2 separate regions of the Gasterosteus aculeatus genome follow, and region 2 is linked to region 1. Evidence: chromatin contacts called from public Hi-C data. All regions are on one chromosome and are shown on one strand. The core of a region is the stretch at or near the end of the contact, and the rest is flanking DNA. Distances in the headings are between cores, read along the strand shown.

Region 1 (6,339 bases), core at 816-3,315:
CTTTAGAGCGTTGAGCTCCAGGTTGTTCTGACTGCACCACGACACCAGATGGTCAGACTCCCACCTGTAGGCGGACTCGTCCCCACCAGAGATCAGTCCAAGGAGGTTGGTGGAGCTGCCAGGCGGAGGTCATTCATGGAGTGGGGGGTTTTTGGCTTGTAGTTTGTGAGGTGTTTAGAGCCTCTCCAAATTGAAGCAGAGTCACTTGCTGAGAACTTGCAGTTTCTCAGAGTACATTCGTTTCTCACCGCCTGGCTCAACCATTCGTAAACACTTCAAGAGCAGCACGCATGACTGACTCAGGAGTGGGACAAAGACACAGAGTCAAAATACGACTCTGTGTCTTTGTCCCACTCCCGAGTCAGTCATGCGTGCTGCTCTTGAAGTGTTTACGAATGCCACTTACTGGAAAGACAAAGTTTAATATTGGTGACGCTCCGGGTCCTGATGACTGTCACGTCCTCTCAAATAACTTTAATCGCCGATTAGGATTCCTCCTCCACGGCGCCACTTAGAAGCGTTTGCCGGGTGGCGGCGGGGAGGTTGCGGCATTAAGTCGGCCTTCCCGCCGCTGCCCCTCGTTAGCGCTGCGGCTCCCGATGGTCACAAATGGAGCGAGCCTCATTCACGGCACAGAGCGGGAAGTGCTCAACAGCCCAAACCCGTGCTGATTAGGCCTCCATTAGAGGGACGAGGACTCTCTGACGCAGACTGAGTGGGGGACGTCTCCGGGGCCGCAGGGGGCCGTGTTTACTGGGGGGCGGCCGGTGAGGGTCCTCGCGGTCGTGTTTCTTTCTGTTTTTTTATATTTTCATCCTAACGTATGAATAAAGGTCGTCTGATCTTCACCATTTTGGAAAGTTTGAAATGAAAAAAAGTTCTGTCTCTGTTTCACTGTAGTCAAGGGGAACAAAGGGCCCTTTTTGCTAGAAAAGGATTGTGGTTAAAAGGAGAAGTGGGGAGAAAACACAGATGGCATCTTAATGAAAGTAATTTGCGTTTGCAAGTTTGTGTTTCTTTGTTATTGAAACTAGTGTATTCCGATTTCTTTCTTTTTTTACCCATTTCATCCTCTTTCAAACAACCACAAAACGTTTTGTAAGGTTGTGGTTATTGTTTTTCTTTAATATAGATCCACATCGAAACAATTGTGAAATAAGAGTTTATTTACTATTACCATTATGTCATTCTTTTTTTTTGATTGTTTGTAAGTGGCCTAAACACAGAAACTTTTTTAAATTTTCAAGTGAAGCCAAAGCATCGATAATTGCAAACCACCTTTGGACTTTGACTACTAGGGACACATTGAATGAAGCCACATCTTTATTTTATTTTTATATGAATGCGAAATGGGATATATCTTTGTGTCCCTCCATAATCATTTGTAAATAATGCTGAACTCTTTTTGAATAAAATGTGCTATGAATCGAGCTTTAAGTAATAAATAACCGAACCTTTCACTAAACTTCAGAATATATAAAGGAGGAAGCTGGAAAGTTTGTTTTGTATTGTAAAAAAGTCCAATTCAAAAGAAGAAAATGAATACGTTCCATATCACCATGAAATTCATGAACATGCAACTAGGGCATTCTAACCTTGCTGAATTTCGGAGAAATCTACACAACCAAATCTCCAAAGTGGTAAATGAACGAGCTAAATGTGTATTACGGATGTTTTCTTTTCGCTGGTCTGAAGTAGACTTGCAAGCCAATTCTCTGAACCAACCCGCGGACTGAAAGCGGCGCCCCATCTCGTTCCTCCTCCAAGTCTTGCATTCCGCTGTTCCACATTCAGAACTCTTAAGACACGCTCAATAAAACATGCTCCTCTGCAGCATTTACAACCCTCGCGTTTCCTGAAATGAGAGCGGCAAAAACATCGCCGATGTTCTGGAGGACGCGTACATGAAAGTTGATGTTTTAATTCTGCGTAAGCCGTGAGTTACAAGTGCCTCGTATGTTCTGGCACAGCGGATCCGTGCCAGGGCGAGGTGGTAGGGGGGGTGGGGGGGGGCTTGTTGTCGAGCAGCATATTTTATTTCCTCTCCCCTGGGTTCGGAGGAGCTGTTGCACTCTGGAGTTTTAACGGAGGCCACAAGGTTATTATATAAACAATTCACACGGAGGCCCTGGAGCAGCCGGAGGGAGCGTTTTAATGCAATGCTCACAATTTGTGAAGCGCTGTAATGCTCAAGACGCAGACACGTATCCAATTTTAACCATGCTGCATTATCGCCCTGTTTTCCCTGCTTTTTTTCTTGCCTTTTTCCTTATTCTTATTTTTTGGGCTGTTTTTGTAAAGGCAACTTAAAAAAAACACACACACTTAATTAATTTGGTCAGCTGCTTTGGATAAACTACATTGATGACATCAATTAAATTCTAATGAAAACAGATAAAAGCCGTGGAAAGCAAATGGAATTTCTAAACAGGACTCATCAAAGTCTGAGCATTGGAACAAATTCCCATTACGTCTCATAAAAGCCTTTAATTTGCAAAGCTCATGTCTGGTTTGGTACTCAGAAGTACACGGTCAAATGATTCAGTCGTGAGTCCTGCACCAAAGAGAAGCCAAATCTGAATTTAATTTGGCACGTAACTCCTTATCCCGTCTCTAACATGTGGTTGGATGCAATCCTTGGATTAGCGTGGACTTTAGAACTACACATTTGGCTCGTCTCCTCCTCCTCTGGCAGAACAAACACCTCGTCCAACCCCGTTTGTAACGCAGCATTTACATTTCCAATCTGCGCGACGAGAAGCACAGATTAGTACTTCTTAACCAAATTGCTGCAATTGTGTGTGTCAATCGGCGGCCGCGACGAGGCTCCGTCCCTCCGTCTCTTTTGCCACCTGTCTCTCTTTTGGGATAACGGTATACCCTCTTTCCAATGTTTCATAGTTCAAGACAAGTTATGATGAATAATCCAAGCTGCTCGCAATGTTGTATGTCTGGATTTGAGAGATGGGGCTTTAAATATTTCATAAAACTCTAGGATGAATACAGATCGTTTTATTTACTAAAATCGGATCGGTAACATCCTGACATATATGACGGCATTATTTAAGCTGACTCCAGTTGATATTTGTATAAAATGAGTGTGTTACATATTCATTTTAATTGTTGATTTCTAACGGAAGGAGTAACCCCGACTAATTCACATGCCATTCAACAATATGAGCATTGTAAAAGTAGGATTTCACACTTTGGAAGAATTTTCTTTCCATCATGTAGTTTTTTTTTCATGCATTTGATCCTTTCGTTGCAGATAAATTGTTGGTAAGTCTGTTTATTTTGGTTAGCCTAAAAAATTGCTGTGAGAGTTGTGAACAGTGCAAAGAAATAATAATGATAATTCATCATTAACATCATCATTCATGTGAGTGCATCTGAAAGAGACACTTTGGAACTTTACCCACTCAAAGCCGTGTTCTTTATTTGTTGAAGGTTCCGCAAGTACAAAAGGGGACAAGGTTTACAAGAAGCTGCTCGGTGTGTTGCCCCCACATGGTGCGCACACACACACACACACACACACACACACACACACTTCAGCTTCATGTGTACGACTTCTTGAGTGGCCGGGGAAATGATTGCACGTGCTGCACACATTCAGTTCGTTCATTTTTTTTTTCTAAAAGTGAAATGTCTCTGTTTTCTGCATCCACCATTCGGGTGAATGAGAATATAAACAATAACTTGTTTATCGTGTATCCGTTTGTTGGCGCGGCGTCTCGTGGCGGTTTGAAATGTGGGGGGAAAAGGGGAAGTATTTAATAAGCTGTTTTTGTTCCTCTTGTGTGTGTGTGTGTGTGTGTGTGTGTCCATCCCAGCAGACTACCCCCCACCTCCGCCACCTGCCGAAGACCCAACCGGTTTCTCGCCGCCCCCTGGTTCATTCCCGTCTCCTCCACCGTTGAACTCCTGCGATTTTCAGGTGAGGGGTCATTGCATCTAATTTGATCTTGGTTGTCAGGAACTGGGGGTGTCGGAGCTCTGCACTGAGATCACCCGCCAGTCCAACGAGGGAGGAAAAGTGTGTGTGTCCCCCTCTGCTGCAGCATAGAAGGCTGACACCTATCGGTGGAGCCGGGTTATAGTACCCACAGGCGCTTGCAGCCTCCCGGGGGACATCTGGCCCCTGCTGTCTAACCGACACACTGAGCACTTGACCCCTGCTGCGAAACCCCTCCGAGTGCCCCCCGCCCCCCTCCATGACCCCCCGCCCCCCTGTTTATGATCCGACCAGTGCCTTGTGCCAAACGAATGCTTCCCGTGTGAAGACATATTTAGATATTTATGCAATCCGTGCAAATTCAAGTGCTCCACACAAACTGTAGACGGTGAAGAGGTGCATCCTGGGGATTAGGGTGGGGTTATGGCCTCAATGTAAACTCCGCCTCATGGCTCTGCCAGCAGCCCAAAGACAACAACATTTACAAATGAAATAAGCGTAAACTAAATTCTACACATTAAAGATTGGACTCCCAACAATACTTTTTGCCATTTCATATTTTCTGAAGCCACAGATAATGTTTAGTAAAAAGGAGCGTGTTGATAGTCCCTGCCGGTCTCACTCCTCTGCTACCACACCTGTTGCCTACGTCACCTGTGTTGGTATCTTCCTCCATGTGTACATGTGTCATATACAGTACAGATCCTGTGTTCACGGTAATCAGAACCAACCTTCTCTCAAGTCCTGTCCAAGTGTTACATTGTTAAGTGTCTAAGTTTGATGTAGTTGATCTGTATTCTAATCCCAGAATTGAACCTGCATAGGTCACGTGCCTGTGATTCATTGAAAGAGCTCTGTCTCATGGTCCCTTAATAGCAACTGTTCGTATTTCCTCTTTCACCTGGCTACTTGCAGCTATCAGATGCATGTTTTGTTGTCTCCTAGGGGATACTGTCCCATGTCTACTTGGATGTGCAGGTACAGTCAAAATGCTCCTGATGATCTTTAATGTGAAGGATTTGCTTTCGTGTCTTTCCCCACTGCTATATCTGCCATCTCTTTCTCAGCACCACGGCAGCAGACGTAAAAGAAATGAAGTGCCTAATTAGTTTTCAAAGTGCTTCACCGCTTTTCATCTCTGACTTTTCTTCTCCTGTCACATTGGCTGGCCATGCAACGGGATTCCTTAATACACCACTGGTATCTTAATTGCGTGCCCCGTAGCCAGAGCAGAAGTCTTTAACTGCATGGAAAAAAGAGGGTAGATATCAATCAAAATGTCTTTGTATCTTCGTCTCTGTGCCCCAGCAGACAAATCTCACACATGAGCGAATATGTTTAAACGGTGCGTCCTCCGATGAAAGGAGAACTACTTCTCGTGCGTATGAGGCAGGCAGAGGTGTGGATCGGGACGGGGCCACGGCGAACCCTCCAGCCGCTAGTTTACATTATGAAGCGCCACACGCCAGAGACCGCAGCGCTTCCTTTCATCCTCCCCTTATTCCCCGTTAAATACTTTTTTCCCCTCCTCTTTTTCTTCTTTTGTTGATTTGAGACAAGCCATTAGTGTTTTGCTTTGTTTACCCCCCCATGGTAGCCTTAGATGTTTTTTAAGCAGCAGCAGCTCTGCTCCAAATGGAAGCAAGCCCTGCCTGTAATAGATTGTGACAGGTAATCCAAACACATAACATTAGAATAAGAAGCAGTCACTGATCCAGCCAACTCAAAAAGCCCCCGCAGGCAATTGCAAGAAGTCTTCTTGCAGTTGCAGCATAGTTCAGAGGACTAAAAATATATCTGTCATTCCGTGGAGAAACTCCCGGGATTTTTTTTGTAGAAAACAGAGTGTCACGAACGGTCAGATCATTTGGATGCAGATTTTTGTGTAAGATTTTTTGTGATATCTTTTTTAAATTTGTTTTTCTATGTTGAAGTGGTGTTTTCTCTGTGGTGAAACTGGAAACGTTCAGAGCAGCGATTTCTGACGCTTTCAAGCTTCGACGAACCGGTCCAATAAAAATCAAAGCAATTGTCATCATCTTCCACAGGGCACATGCTTCAAATATGAAACAGGAAATGATCAGACTTTAATTCTTAATAATAAAAAAAAAGAAAAGAATTGACCTTTTTGTTTGAAATAGTTCTGGATGAGATCCAGATGAATAATGCATGACGAATGAAGTGCTGTAAATCCAAGTGTGCTGAAAAGCAGGAGGTGAATAGTGCACTGCTTTATGAACAGACGATGCGCCGCTTCAGAGGGAAGTCTCTGCTATTGATGTGTGGCTCTCAACAGGATTGTCTCAGGTCAAGGTGAAGCACGAACCCGGAGACCGTAATCCACAAGAGAACGTCTCTTCGCTCCTCGATGATGATTATCTGCC
Region 2 (5,514 bases), core at 2,162-4,661, 79 kb after region 1:
GCGTCTTATAACTACTGGATTTCATTAAGTTGACTGCAGCCAGTTTGGTTTGTTGACAAATTCCACTTCAGCTCTTTTGCTGAAGTGGAAGTTATGCTAACTCTCACAATATTTTAAATGTTCTAAATTATGTTATTTGAACAAGCCATGAGCCTGTATTTGGTCTACGTATTAAACGTTTGATATAATGTCTTAACTAAGCTTTTCATGATGCCAGTAGAGTGATTGTCAGACAAAGTCAAGCTGGCGTCATTTCTCCATATTCTTGTTACTTGTAACTTCATCCCTAACAGGGAGGAGAATCTCCTCAATTGACAAAAGAAAAGAAAATAAGCGCATTTTGCAAAATGTCAGACTTTTCCTTTAATTAGAAAAACCCACACTTTTTATTTATTATTTATTTTTTCTTATGTGTGTTTAATATATTCAGCGCTTAACCCCAAATGTGAACCAAACATTCATGTGAGACTGTGTCTCCAACCTGGACGTAGAGGGTCAGGGCCGAGACTCTTTTATCTTTGAGAAATCAACGCCACGCTGATTTACTGTACGTGTGTACTATCACTTTCAGGCTCCCCTGAAACGTCCCTGTGAACCCGAAGCTGACCGGTCAGGTCCGGGTCTGACAAACCGTTGTCTGCACTCATCTGGACGAGGAGCCTCCGGGCGGCAAACACTGCGCTCAGCTCACGGTCGGTGTGTGCAGCCACATCGTTGTCCTCACAAGACAACACGCACTGGTCCCGAGATGCACGTTGCTGTCTGACAGAATGAAGTGTTCAAATGCGATGCAAAAGTTAACCATGAGAATTGCAAAATTGTATGTAATGTAAAAAGATAAATCTAAATATATATTTATGGGAAACTTTCCTTAATGTTGCTTTACTAGCGTGATATATTACCTTCCTGTTGCTTTGCAATAATATCCAAACAGCGTGACTCATACGGCTGCTCTGACGATTCCTTTTTTTTATTTTTAGCGTATTTTTCTGTTGTGAAAACAAATGAAAGAAGACCGAAACCTAGACTCAAGCCATTTGCCATCACAGACAATTGGGGCTTTTGCTGAACTAAATCACTGAAGGTTAGGAGTTTTCCAGCTCATTAGGCTTGAGCAGAGTTAACGAAGCCCATCGCCCGCCCCCCCCCCCCCCCCCCCCCCGCGCTCTGGTCCCAGCATTACTCACAGGCTAAGCAGGCAAAAAGAGGCTGCCGGTGTTGCTACGCCTCAGCAGGCCGCTGCGCGCACACCCATCGTGACCGTGGAACCTATGGGGTCGCAGAGGTCTAGGCAACAGCTGCTGATCCCGTGTGCGGTCGATCAGGCCTTGCTGCGACGTGGATAAACAAACACATACGTGCTGGGACACACTTGAATCACTTCCATCCAGCAGGCACATTGGTTTAAAGCCCCGGACATGTTTGTGTGTATGTTTTGAGTTGTCAAGTCAATGGATGTCATCTCACAGTTGATGCTCCAGCCCAGATTCAACCAACTCGTCTTTGCTTTCCACAAGTGTACGACAGGCTCAACATGAAGAAATATAATTTACATGTTAAAATGATTTCTTCTCTTTCTTTCTTAAATGATTCTCATTTAAAAGGTGATATACAAATATGTACTCAGATAGGAAGAAGAACACATTTTAAAACAACAGGTTGATCGCGAAGGCAGTGCTGGTAGATCGCCTGCCATTGAAAATAAATCATGCCGGGTCACCCGCACATGCGTTGTTTCACGGTACCATGAGGTTTTCTACACGCGTGATACGAGGCTGATATGAAATATATGTATGAAACATATTGTTATATTTAGAAATGTTGCCATGTGTCTTCTGCACGTTTGGTCTTTAAGAGTTACATTATTTTTTATATAAATGCAGTAACTTGCCTCTTTCTGTATTTGAAAAACAATATAGCAGCTGAAAATTATAGTTCAGGATCAATAGGGTGTTTGGGGGCTTGTGTACAAAGCCGTACAGTGCATCACATGATATATAACGTTGCACAGTACAACTATAAAAACAAATAAGACTGTCTAAGATGCACTTAAACATATGAATATGATAAGTTACTGGCGTCTACAAAGGACAGCACATGCTCACAATGCAATCATGCTGTCCCATTTCAATGAAAACATCCACAGAAAATGTGACATCTATTATTTAACCTATTATTAATTCATAGTAAATTCCATTGGTGATAAACATGTATGTGACAACACTAAAAAAAACTGCATGGAGACACTGAAGTATGAACCCAAGGCAGCAGTGAGCATTTCCAGCTATGTAGTGTTGATTTCCTTGGCCTAGATACAAGAACATGGAGCATTTGTATCCTTGCTCCTCCAAATGATGTGATGCATCATGGGTCAAAAGGGTTTCCAAGTTCAACGGTTTACGCAGAGCAGGAAGCAGAAATCCACTGATCTGACGCAGCCATGCTGAGATACTAAAACTGCCACCAGGTCTGTGATTCAATTATGCTGCGGTCTTCAGTTTGGTGTTATCACTGTATTGAGTAAAGGAAGGGGATCAAAAGGTTTCATGGAGATTTCTTTCTTTCACAAAAAGTCCAGCTTCTTGTTAGAGCAGAGTAAAACTTCTTATTCAATCATCTCAAAAGCAAACATGCTCTGGACTGAAAGAAGGAATAACATGACAGCAGACTTAAAAAAAAAACATAACCAACACGATGGTTTCATTATGTTCCTGTCCAGTTGGATTGTGAATTTCATTGAGAACTATAAAATGATATTTCTCTATGACAGTGTGGGCACGTTAAGCTTGACGAGATCCAACCACACACATATGATGAATATTATGAAATTTGAGTGTAAATAGTCATATTGAAGAAGACATAACCATGGTAGTAATCATGGTAGGTGGACCTGCAATCTCAGGCACACATGCAATAATTATGAAAATTGAATGTTCCTTATCAAAAACACTAACATGTTGTGGACAATAAAGCCATATTTTGTATCAAATAACCACTTTATTACGGACACTTAGCAGAGCAGTGTGTGGGAAAACTATTATATTAAATGAAGGAAACATATTCAAGGCAACTTATCATTGTACTGATATGTGTGTAGATGTTTGGCCATATATAATATGACCTCAATTCATCCTTCTGCTCCATTTTCACGATGATTGTGATTCTGATGGGGACACCAAAGGCACTTTATAGTACCCAGGCCCACGAGAGGCAGGAAACTACAAAATAAAACAGGAAAGAAACCCACACGGTGACATAACTAGGACAATAAGAGCATCCGGTTAAAGCTCTGTTGCTATGGGTTTGGCTGGCTTGTTGACTTTTTACACTATAGTCAGATGCTAACTTCTGTCTGATTTGGTAAGAAGATCAAAATATTTTCTATTTATGAAAAGGATAATGGCTATTTTCGTCATTTAATTCAGTATTCATGGAAGGAAGCTCCCTTCAGGCAGGTAATCATAAGCCGTTGGCTGGAATGTAACTTATAAAACACCTCATTTAACCCTCAAGCAGACTGGTGACGTGGACATCTCTGACTACCTACTTTTTTGATGAAAAAAAAACTATGAAATCGAACGAGGACATATTAACTTATTGACAGCAGGGTGTGTCGTGGGTACGTTGCCTCCTAACAGGTAGATCTGGTCAGGCAGGTGGAGGAACAGACGCAGTGAAATGCGCTGTGTCCGTGGACCAAACCTCCACCTCCACTCGCTTCATTCACAAACCCCCTCCAGTCAGTACGGAACCAGCCGTAGACGTTAGCGAGCCGATTCGCAGACTGGTGCCGGTGCAGCTCGCGCACCGTCGACAGAAAGCAGTAAAACGGCCCGAGTGTCGCGCTGCGTCGCGCACGCGCCCAACAACGCACGTTGGTCGGAACAAGGAAGTTAATTCACCTGCGCCGCTGTCCGGACCCGCTGAACCCTTCAACCAGACATCACAGCGACAAGTAAGTCCCTCAACTCTGCTTTAACTCAATCAAAGGGGATTTAACTTCAGCGACATGAACGTCAGGGTGAGTGTGACAGGGTGAGTGTGACAGGGTGAGTGTGACAGCGATTCTCGATACCGGGGAAGTTGTGCCCCCAACGTGACTGTTGGAGGCAAAGCTTTAAACACAGGCCTCGCAGCCGTCATTAACCTTTTTAACTTGGTATAAATATCTGTTACACAAGTGTTGCTAATGTGGACACACGTGTCGTTGAAGCCCCGACATGGCAGCAGCCGAAGAGGAGAGAACGAAGCCCGGCGAAGAGGAGAAGCAGCCTCCGCTGGGCTCTCACACGGAGCCGCCTCCCCCCACGGAGGACCCGCAGCAGCCTCCCCCCACGGAGGACCTGGGTCACACGGAGCCGCCTCCCCCCACGGAGGACCTGGGTCACACGGAGCCGCCTCCCCCCACGGAGGACCCGCAGCAGCCTCCCCCCACGGAGGACCTGGGTCACACGGAGCCGCCTCCCCCCACGGAGGACCTGGGTCACACGGAGCCGCCTCCCCCCACGGAGGACCTGGGTCACACGGAGCCGCCTCCCCCCACGGAGGACCCGCAGCAGCCTCCCCCCACGGAGGACCTGGGTCACACGGAGCCGCCTCCCCCCACGGAGGACCTGGGTCACACGGAGCCGCCTCCCCCCACGGAGGACACGGAGCCGCCCGAGGGCCCGGAGGAGCGGGCAGCGGAGGTCGGAGCCGCCCGCCCCCCGCGGGGTGACTCCTCCGTGGAGCCCTCTCTGCAACATTTTAAGATAAGAAGATTCTTCGTGCTGAGGGTAAAAACTTGCGGTAGTAGGCTATACTACATTTGACATCTGTCCTTATTACTATAGTTGCATTTGACTTATTTAGTGTTTATTGTTTGTTTATAGTTACAACATAACATGCAGTCCCAGAGTGGACTTAATAAGGCTCATTCTTGTGTGCAAGTCCTTTAACTACTTTGCGGCTTAGGATATTTCCTTAAAGAATTCTTTTTATGAGACACAGTATTCAACCCGCCTGCATGTGAAGCTGGTGAAAAACCTGTTACATGACCTGCTGCTCACTGTTTACTTCAAGTTGTACAGCTTTGGCACTGTAGTGAGTTTGAAACTGGTGATGTACTGGTTTTTATACGATTTAGCGCAAAAGTGCGACAACATAATGCTGTTATGGACACTTATTATATTTTCGGTGGATGGTGCAAGTATTTTTTTTTGGAACAAGTTCCAATCTGGGTTGGCTTGCTACAGGTAGTCCTCTCGGGTCGGGAAAGCACTTTTTTCAGATTGCTGTAAGACCTCAGTATGAACTCCTAATCTTTTCAACTTGCCACTGAAATAATAAAAGTGGAAGGCTAGAATGCCATGCTATAGAAATGACAGTCTGAGTTTCATGGGAAAGCATCAATTTGGATGTGAAGTGTATTCTGTGCACAAGCTTTCTCTCGTGTCTTCTAACGTCGAAGCTGCACGCACAGCTTTCTTCATTTGCAGTCATTTTGTTGTGCGGAGGCTTCATATTTTTTGTTTA

What was found. A called contact is a pair of places that touch in the nucleus more often than the background predicts.
Region 2: a Hi-C map of skeletal muscle shows a contact between it and region 1, with 2.4 times the contacts expected there. The contact joins the promoter of tprg1 here to the enhancer-like site in region 1. A contact is called at or near these places in 2 of 6 Hi-C or Micro-C datasets (both in skeletal muscle).

What each region holds. Positions count from the first base shown.
Region 1 is chr8:4,618,681-4,625,019 of fGasAcu3.hap1.1, forward strand. lpp (LIM domain containing preferred translocation partner in lipoma) reads left to right here. Exons shown (of 11, transcript XM_078107633.1): 4 at 3,837-3,937. Among protein-coding and RNA genes, the nearest start is that of lpp, 54 kb to the left of the region's middle. Within about 2 kb of position 2,066, at least 2 of the 9 cell types and tissues checked have open chromatin away from gene starts, as enhancers often do.
Region 2 is chr8:4,696,232-4,701,745 of fGasAcu3.hap1.1, forward strand. It overlaps tprg1 (tumor protein p63 regulated 1), which reads left to right and starts at 3,412. Exons shown (of 6, transcript XM_078107639.1): 1 at 3,412-4,035; 2 at 4,214-4,775. The coding sequence starts at 4,010.